Linked DNA regions of Mus musculus: all the other regions are linked to region 1. Evidence: chromatin contacts called from public HiChIP or PLAC-seq data. All regions are on one chromosome and are shown on one strand. The core of a region is the stretch at or near the end of the contact, and the rest is flanking DNA. Distances in the headings are between cores, read along the strand shown. Region 1 holds the start of Mnd1 (meiotic nuclear divisions 1). Region 2 overlaps Tmem131l (transmembrane 131 like). Region 3 overlaps Tmem131l (transmembrane 131 like).

Evidence for each region. HiChIP or PLAC-seq counts read pairs in DNA pulled down with a chosen protein or histone mark.
Region 2: a contact with region 1 is called in an H3K4me3 HiChIP or PLAC-seq map of embryonic stem cells, with 16 read pairs. The contact joins the enhancer-like site here to the promoter of Mnd1 in region 1. A contact is called at or near these places in 10 of 39 promoter capture datasets (3T3-L1-derived adipocytes, the C10 cell line, cranial neural crest and 5 more), 2 of 484 Hi-C or Micro-C datasets (the HL-1 cell line and pancreatic cancer cells), 9 of 115 datasets of contacts at active chromatin or transcription factors (cardiomyocytes, embryonic stem cells, fibro-adipogenic progenitors and 4 more) and 2 of 9 other capture datasets (embryonic stem cells and liver).
Region 3: an H3K27ac HiChIP or PLAC-seq map of VIP interneurons shows a contact between it and region 1, with 3 times the contacts expected there. The contact joins the enhancer-like site here to the promoter of Mnd1 in region 1. A contact is called at or near these places in 13 of 39 promoter capture datasets (the 3T3-L1 cell line, 3T3-L1-derived adipocytes, the C10 cell line and 9 more), 4 of 484 Hi-C or Micro-C datasets (the HL-1 cell line, nephron progenitors, pancreatic cancer cells and 1 more), 10 of 115 datasets of contacts at active chromatin or transcription factors (VIP interneurons, astrocytes, bone marrow-derived macrophages and 6 more) and 4 of 9 other capture datasets (embryonic stem cells, liver, macrophages and 1 more).

The regions. Positions count from the first base shown.
Region 1 is chr3:84,154,403-84,157,102 of GRCm38.p6, forward strand. Mnd1 (meiotic nuclear divisions 1) reads right to left here and starts at 1,384. Exons shown (of 8, transcript NM_029797.3): 1 at 1,260-1,384. The coding sequence starts at 1,262.
Region 2 is chr3:84,001,610-84,004,309 of GRCm38.p6, forward strand. The region is part of intron 3 of Tmem131l (transmembrane 131 like); the gene reads right to left. Among named protein-coding and RNA genes, the nearest start is that of Tmem131l, 37 kb to the right of the region's middle. Within about 2 kb of position 1,397, at least 32 of the 459 cell types and tissues checked have an H3K27ac peak or open chromatin away from gene starts, as enhancers often do. A contact at or near this core is called in embryonic stem cells and liver, where this site is marked.
Region 3 is chr3:83,983,116-83,985,815 of GRCm38.p6, forward strand. The region is part of intron 3 of Tmem131l (transmembrane 131 like); the gene reads right to left. Among named protein-coding and RNA genes, the nearest start is that of Tmem131l, 56 kb to the right of the region's middle. Within about 2 kb of position 1,421, at least 20 of the 459 cell types and tissues checked have an H3K27ac peak or open chromatin away from gene starts, as enhancers often do. A contact at or near this core is called in VIP interneurons, embryonic basal ganglia and embryonic forebrain, where this site is marked.

The DNA.
Region 1 (2,700 bases), core at 134-2,633:
AAGTCCTCAAAACTGGGGAGGGGTATTTCCTTGTGGTAAAACACAGATGCCTTCAGATTATGAAGGAGACGCAAAGCCATCTGGGGATTACAGGCCTACGTTTGTAATTGTTTACCTGCCAAAGCAAGCCAAATCGAAATAGTAATTCACATTCGGAAAGAGGTCAAAAGTTTAACTTTGACCAGACTAACAGTGAACTTTTTCCTGCTCATATATAAAACTAATAGCAATACCTGCGTGAAGAGTTAAGAGCCATTAAATCCCTTTGGCAGTAGGCAACTGCCCTATAAAGAGGGTTAAATAAGAGGGTGAGGCCGGCACATCAATAATTCCTAGTTCCTTTTAGTCGGGTACTTAAATTCTACAAAGAGAAACATGATAACACCAAACACTGGTAACACTGTTGTTTTGAATCTGGTCCTGGGCTCCTTGGGCCATTGCATGCCCAGGTGGCCCGTCTGTTAGTTTAACCACAAAGAAGCCGTTATCAGTTATAATTACAGCTGGGCAATTTTTTTTTTTTCAAATAAATGCCCAACGACCTGATCCTTGTCCACCCTGTGTGACGACCAAAATTAACTAAATTAAGATATTAAAATCTGGGGTCACTCTAGCGACTCGTTGATACTCTGTCGCCAAAAGTGGAAAGAATGACACAAAACTTTGAAGGTAGTTGAAAAAAAAAAACGATCCAAAGGGCAGAGAGTCATTAAGTCCGAATAGACAACGGCGATTGGTAGTAAACCAGGATTGGCCCGCAGAGAGCAGGGTGGGGTGGGGGGTGGGGGAGGCTGGGGTGGGGGGTGGGGCGTCCTACCCTGCCCTTAAAGGCGGGGGTGCGGGGTGGGGTGGGGGTGTCACTGCCATGATCTAAAGGCGGAGTGATCTGGGCGGCTCCTGTTAGCATACTAAGTACAGTGGTGGGGTGCAGCTGAAAAAGGGGAGCGCCGTGCCAAGCAAGTAAAAGGCCCCGGGTTCTAATTCCAGGAGAACCGAAGGGCACTGAACACTTCAGTGGCCAACTCCGCAGCGCGTGCGCCCTGGGGTTCTCGGTCGGGAGCCGCGGATCGGTCCAACTTGCGGGGCTTCTGGATTCGGTTCTAGAACGCTCCGGTTCGGAACCAGGGCGGCGCAGGCCGCCATCAGGGCTCGGGCGCAGCAGTGGGCGCGGGGCCAACCTCACAAGGCCTGGCCAGGCACAACCCCTGCTGCCGCGGCCCCGAAGCCCAGAGGTGCGCGCGTCGGAGCCTCGCTCTTACCATGCTGCGCGAGGCGGCCTCCCTGTTTGAGTCTGGCGCCAACAACCGCGTGGGGTGGGAAGGACCGGAGGAAGTGCAGGGGAGATGCAACGACCCCTGGCGGCCCTGGTAGGACTGCGGGACCCGAGGGAGGAGCCGAGCCTGGGCGGGGCTTGAGAAGATGGGCAGGGCGGTGAGGGGCGCGGCCTGAAATAATGGGCAGGTCCAGTAGGGGAGGAGCCTGAGATGGGCAGGGCCGGACTGAGACCAGATGGACCAGTCTGGGTTGGGCAGCCTGTAGGCAGAAAGGAAAAGTTGGGGCCTGGCGTGGGAGCTGGAGCAGGGAAGGCTTCTGTTCCCTTCCCGTGCCTCTGGGGTTGCAGAGTTGCTTACTACTTAAGTGTTCAATGTAGCTTTTAGTTTTCTTTTTAAAAGGCAACTTTTGAGTCTTCGCTTTTAAGTGTGTTCTTTTAGCTTAAAAAAAAAAATATGGGGCTTTGGCTGCAAGAAACGAGTACATTTAGAAAAGAAATTCTTTTTCTATTTTATTTTATTTTTGTCTTATTTAATTTTATTATTTGGCTTTTTTGGGACAAGGTTTCTCCGTGTAGCCTTGGCTGCCCTGGAGCTCTCTCTGTAAACCAAGCTGGCCTCGAACTCAGTGATTTGCTTGCTGCTGCTCCCTAAATGCTGGGATTAAAGGCGAGCACCAACCTCTAGCCTTAAAAAGTCCTCTGATACAGAGCGGTGAGAGTGTACAGAGTAGTGCAGGTGTTCTGCATTACAAATGAAACGTAAATATTCTAGTGCTGCTGACTGTCAGACCTTAATAAAGAGTATGTGGGAGCTTTCTAAATTATTTCTTGCAACTACTAGTGAATCTGTCTCTCAAAGTTTCACTAAAACCTTTATTTTATAAGATAGGATAAACGTGATTAGCAAAAATCATCCAAAGCATTTACAAAGGAGAGCAATAGTCGGGGATGGGGGTGAGTATGTATCCAAACCTGCTTGCCATGCTCATACCCTGACAACAGGCATATAGCAGAGATGTTCCTGTCAATTATGTGACACAGAGTTTTCATCACATCCACTTTATTAACGCTTTTCTAGAGTTCTTAATTTGCTCTTTATCACAGTTACTTTTTTAAGTTTTTTTTTCAATCCTAGGTTTTCAGGACAGGGCTTCCTGACAGCAAGTCTCTCTCTCTCTCTCTCTCTCTCTCTCTCTCTCTCTCTCTCTCTCTCTCTCTCTCTCCCTTCCCCCTCCTCCTCTTCCTATGTTATTATTATTATTACAATAAAAATAAGTTTATCCAATCAAGTAACAACTATACAAATGCAAGCAATTTTAGTCATTTTCTTTTTGGTCAACCTATATTAGACCTGAAATCTTTACTGAAAGTTCCCAGGTGATGGTGAAGTGTGGTTGGTTGCTCATCTATGCACATAATTTATGTGT
Region 2 (2,700 bases), core at 147-2,646, 150 kb before region 1:
AGCCAGACAAGGTGGCACATGTCTACAATCCCAGCAACTTGGGAGTCAGAGGCAAAAGAATAGCCTAAGAATTTGGGGTCATCCAAATAATAAGAGAGACATAATAAGGTCAGACCAAACCAACCAACCAAACAAACAACAAAAGTCATGATTGTAATCTTTATAATAAAAGAAAAAAAGACTCCCTGTGGAAATCCAAACAGGCCCTCCTGCTCATTCCACCACACTCTCTTATTGGTTTCTCATCACTGGAAAAGCAATCCCTTCAGCAAAGACCCATGCCAAAGGAAAGGCGACTGAGGTCCCAGAGGAGCAAGCAGGTAATTCACAGAAGCCTCACAAGTGTCAGGGAGCACTGGGCTCCTGTGAGAAGAGACTGGAAATCTCAATATGCAGGAGATCAAAGCTTGCAGACACTCAGCCAAGGGCATCTAGGCCAAGAGGCTAAGCAAGAATTCAACCGAAAGTTAAATGAAGTCAAAGGCCACATCCTGCAGTGCCCAGGGAAAATGGTAGATCCAAAACAGCTGCTAAAGACATCGACTTAAAGTCCATAACAGCCAGGTGAAAGAAAAACAGGGTGGCATGTGGCTCGGTGATGAGGAGTAGGCTGCAGCTCAGTGTACAGTGCTTGCTTAGCATGTGCAAGGACCTGAGTTCAAGCCCTACAATGCAGCTAGGACAAAACCTAGCTATAGAGAGACAGACTAATCCGAGCACTTACCTTAAAAACAAGTTATGAGTTAAATAGTCATTTCAAATCTAGTAAACTGTTTCAGATCCCATGTACTGCCAGCCTTCACGGGTACAAAGAATGCATGGAGACTGAGAGTTTCCTTTGAACTCTTGCCCAAGCTGTTAGCTAGGAAAAGTCCTAAGGCCACACAGAATTCTGTGATGTCTGGACCATCTTCTCTTGAAGCATCACATCACCACTGTCAGTTTTTTCTTCTGCAGTCTGGCCATAGTCCAGATGGGGGCAGAGGAACTGAAGCACGGAGACCAATACTGTCAAGAGTTAGACTTATCGTAAATATCTTCAGGTTATGTTCAAAGTGTGCAACACTACACATCCCTGAAACAGAAACCAGTGGACTCGGGAGGGAATGAGAAAACTACGCCTGCTTCCTGAATGAGAATGCCTAGCCCGCCTCCGGACTGGAACAGTCAACTAACCCCTATACCCTATATATACCCTAGTTCAACTTGAGCCTACTCATTTGATAAAACTTGTTTTTTTCAAAACCACCAAAATGGAAGCTACAACCCTACTCAGTAGAGGTCCTGGGCCAACACAAACAACCTTATCAAAGGTCAGGTCTCACAGCTTTCTCTAGGCAGTATGCAAAGCTGCCCTGAAAATGCAAACAGCAGTTCTCTCCCTTAGGCTAACATTAAAACTAGACTTGCAAAACACCCAGCCTGCTAGCAATCAATCCAGCCAGAGTAGACCACAGGACTGTTACTAACCCTGCCCCAGAATCTAGAGATTTCCTTTTTCCACCAATCTTCCTAGCCTCTGTGATCCTCGCTCCAAACCAGTAAATAAAAAAGAAAATCAGCAAAGGGCGAAGAATGGCCAGGTGAGTTAAGACAAATCAACGCGTCTGATAAAGCCTGCACACCCTAAAGGAACTCTGTAGACCAGACTGTCCCTGAACTCAGAGATCCTCCTGCCTTCGCCTTCCCAGCACTGGGACTAAAGGTGTGCACCACCACACCTGGCCTAAAAGAATGCCTTTTTTAAAAGATAAGGGCCAAAGACAGAAATTTTCCAAATTTCAAGAATGGCCTGGCCCAAAGAGGAATGGGTCAGTAGAAATGATCTTAGAAAGAGCACACATTTCAGATCCATTCAAAGTTAGGCAAGGATCCCTTTTTTGTTTAGAAAAACAAAACAGAACTGTTAGAGCTTTAAAATGTCAGTCTGATCACCTTTTAACTAAGGAAAACACACAAGCACAGGCTCACCATCTTCTTCCTCTCCTGCCCTCAAGACAGCCTTTACCAAGGTTCCTCACAATCTTGTCTATGTAACACCAAAAACAATGGGGAAGAGGGACCCACACGCTCCTTCATATATTCCTAAGTTATCATTCTAAACCTCGCCTGTCCTTTTCTTTATTGTTGCAAAGCATATACTTCCTGCTGTACTGTAAGTTCTGAATTTTAAGTCAAACTGTTGGCCCACTCTGGTGGGACTGCCACATCCATTTTCCACACAGCATCTATTCAGAGAAATAAAGATCTCAGTTGGAGTTGGGAACGGGACCTTGCCCTCCTTCACTTCATCTTCCCAACTACTTTCCTCACGGTCCTCCTTGACGTCTATGCTAAAAGTCTACCCTACCTATCTTCTCTGCAATAAAGATCTGCAAATGTATGAAATTTTAACACATTACCATCAAAATCGGTCGAGATGTTGCTGGGAATGCGCACTGTGGTAAACAGATGGGGCTTTCTAGTCTGGTCCTCCTCGGTGGAACCCGAGGAATGGCTGGCGGGATGCTGGAATCAGACCTCTACTGTGCTGCTTAGCTCTTACAGATGTGAGTCTCGGCAGATGAAAAGGGGAGTGGATATTTTCCTCAAGTGAAATGCTTCCATCCACTGGTGTTTAAAAATCAGATGGTCATTCAACTAAGTCATTTTCAGTGTTTTTGAAAACAAATAAACAAAAAACCCAAAAAACATATTTGC
Region 3 (2,700 bases), core at 171-2,670, 170 kb before region 1:
ACGCACAGCAAGTGTAGATTATGTAGATTAAAGTAAGCTGATTGAGAAGGACGGTCCCCCACAGGGCACTCCAGTGGCCTCTTATGAGACTAATGTATACTTCTTGTTGGGGTGGGTCATTCATTGAACACCCTGTAGGCTGTGCAGTGAGCGGCTTGCACATTCTCCTGTAAGCATCCCTGGACCAAATGGAGAGGTGACCATGCATCTCACCCAACTAGGGAATGGTCGGTCACACACTGTGCACCACTGTTAACTCTCTCCCTCAACTCTCTCTGTGGTCTACTGAATTTTGTAGAGTAAAAGTCACTCTTTCATTCATGGGGTACATGAATATGACTTTTCATAATCAAAAGATCCTTTGGGGAGCAAACCACCCACCCACCAGGACAGCAGCACATGTTACTGCACAATGCCTAAAAGTTCTTCTGGTTTCATTGTGCGAATTCTTCATTCATAACTTACAATTCCAGAATGATGAAGAGCCGAAAGCATTTATAAGCTGGATACATAAACTCCTGGAGAGCTGAGTGGAGGCCCAGCACACAGCTCACAGGCTCATTTTGCTGATGTGTTCCCACACCAAGCTCCCTCAGAAGTAACGAACTGGCCAACGTGGTGGCAAAGGATCTGAGCAACAGAGTCCTCAAGCTTCAAGCCCCTACTGCAAGGCACCAGCACAACAGAACTCTAATGCCAAAGGCACGTGAGTGAACTCATGTGAACCTGAGAGGATCCCTCCTTAGCCCAGTAGCTATGTTGTAGGTCATAAGGCTAAGTCCATGTCGGTAAAGTTAAACCATCATTGACTTCAAAAAACAATTGCTTCCTGAGAAACGCATCTTTCCAAAAGCCCCCAAGAGATCTGTGTTTCCATTAAAAAGAAGAGAGAAAGGGTACTTAAAACTATAAACAAGGGCAAGATGGGTCAGTGGTTAAGGATGCTTATGGCTCTTCCAGGGGACCAGAGCCTACCTGATTCCCAGCACCCACACAGGGCAGTTCATAACAGTCTAAAACTCCAGCTCCAGGAGCTCTGATACCCTCTTCTGGCCTCCCTGGGACCCCATCATACACAGGCATGCATGCACGGATGTACACACTCTACCACTTCTTTTAGGAAGGGTGAAAATCTAAATAGACTATAATAGTCCCTACACAACCCTAAAATATGCTTTAAAATGAAATTCAAACCACCAGATTGTACTGTACATGGCACGTGAATTATCTCAATAAAGTATTAAGATAAAAGAAGAAAAGAGAGCTAAAAGTATGTATACCTGCCCCCAGCCCACTCATTCTCTCTGGTGTGGGAAAGAACAGCCCTTCTGGCAGATGCAGCTTCTCACATGTGCACCCAGCCCAGCCCTACAGACCTTGTATGTGTGTGCATAAGCACACTCAGCTCTTCTTGTACATAATGAAAATGTCATATGCAGATGCGTTTGATTAACACCCTTCACGTCTCTCATGATTATGCAGAACTCTATGAGCTGCAGTTATTTCCTGCCTATTATCCCAGAGCAAAACCACCCTGCTTAATCTCAAGCGCCTGGCAGCTGCAGAGAACAGCCCTGCCCTTCAGTAGAGACCCACTTGCCATCCAACCCCTGCTGCTACAAGGTACTCCATCAGGAAGGGCTTGTCTGTTTCAATCACGAGGAACAACTAAAACACAACACAGGTGAAGTCCCTTATAACCTGTGAGCATGGACCTTTACAAGGCCAGCAGAGAACATGAAGACAGAGGCAGAAAGGACAAGTGAGGACAGCAAAGGACCGACCCAGAACTCGCTTGCACCAGGGCCTGGGACCTGCAGCTATCCAGCCTCCAGAGTTCAGTCAACCCACACAGCTCGGTGACTCTGGCTTCACTGGCTTCCAAATCGTCCCTAATTCTCCCACAAAGCAGTTCCTGTCCTACAGAACTTCCACCGTACTTCTCCTTTGTCTAAACAGACAAGAAAACGCACTGACATTAACGCATTACACAATAAAACACTACAATTGTACAATAGATAAAATATGCAACAAACATCAGATTTTTTAAATTCAAGAAATATTTACTTATTTATTACTGTACGTTACAGGGGTGGCACACACATATGGCACAAAGTATGTGTGGCGCTCAAAGGTGGCTTTGTGGAGTTGCTTCTCTCCTTCCAATCTACATGGGCTCCAGGGACTAAACTCGGGTCACCAGGCTTGCAGGACAAGTGCCCTTACCCAGACTCATCTCCCTAGCCTTCAGTCAGATTTTTAAACTTTCACTACAAACAATTCCATTTTCATTCCGCATTCAGCAACATATGTTCTTCCTCTGGGAATAACAAAATACAAATCCTGTGCACTCTAGACTGGAAATATGGAAACCTGCTTTCAGCGGCGACAGAATGAACTACTTAACCCAAGGAGCGTAAATTGTCTACAGTGGAGTCTCTAAAAACATGCAGCTTCTAAACACTCCCTCCCTCCTAAGAAAAGAATCCCCATAAGGCCCAGCTTAATTAGTCCACTGCATCCCATCTGGCCATCCCTAAGAACAGCCAGGGAAGCCTGTTTGGGGTATGAAGTCTACCCTGATAAAGGCTCGTGTGTTAAAAGCTTGATACTGGCTAATGGGCTTTGGGAGGTAGGTGACTGGATCATGGTAAGAGATTGGTGCTAGCTCACGGGCTTTGAGGACGCCAATGTTTGCTG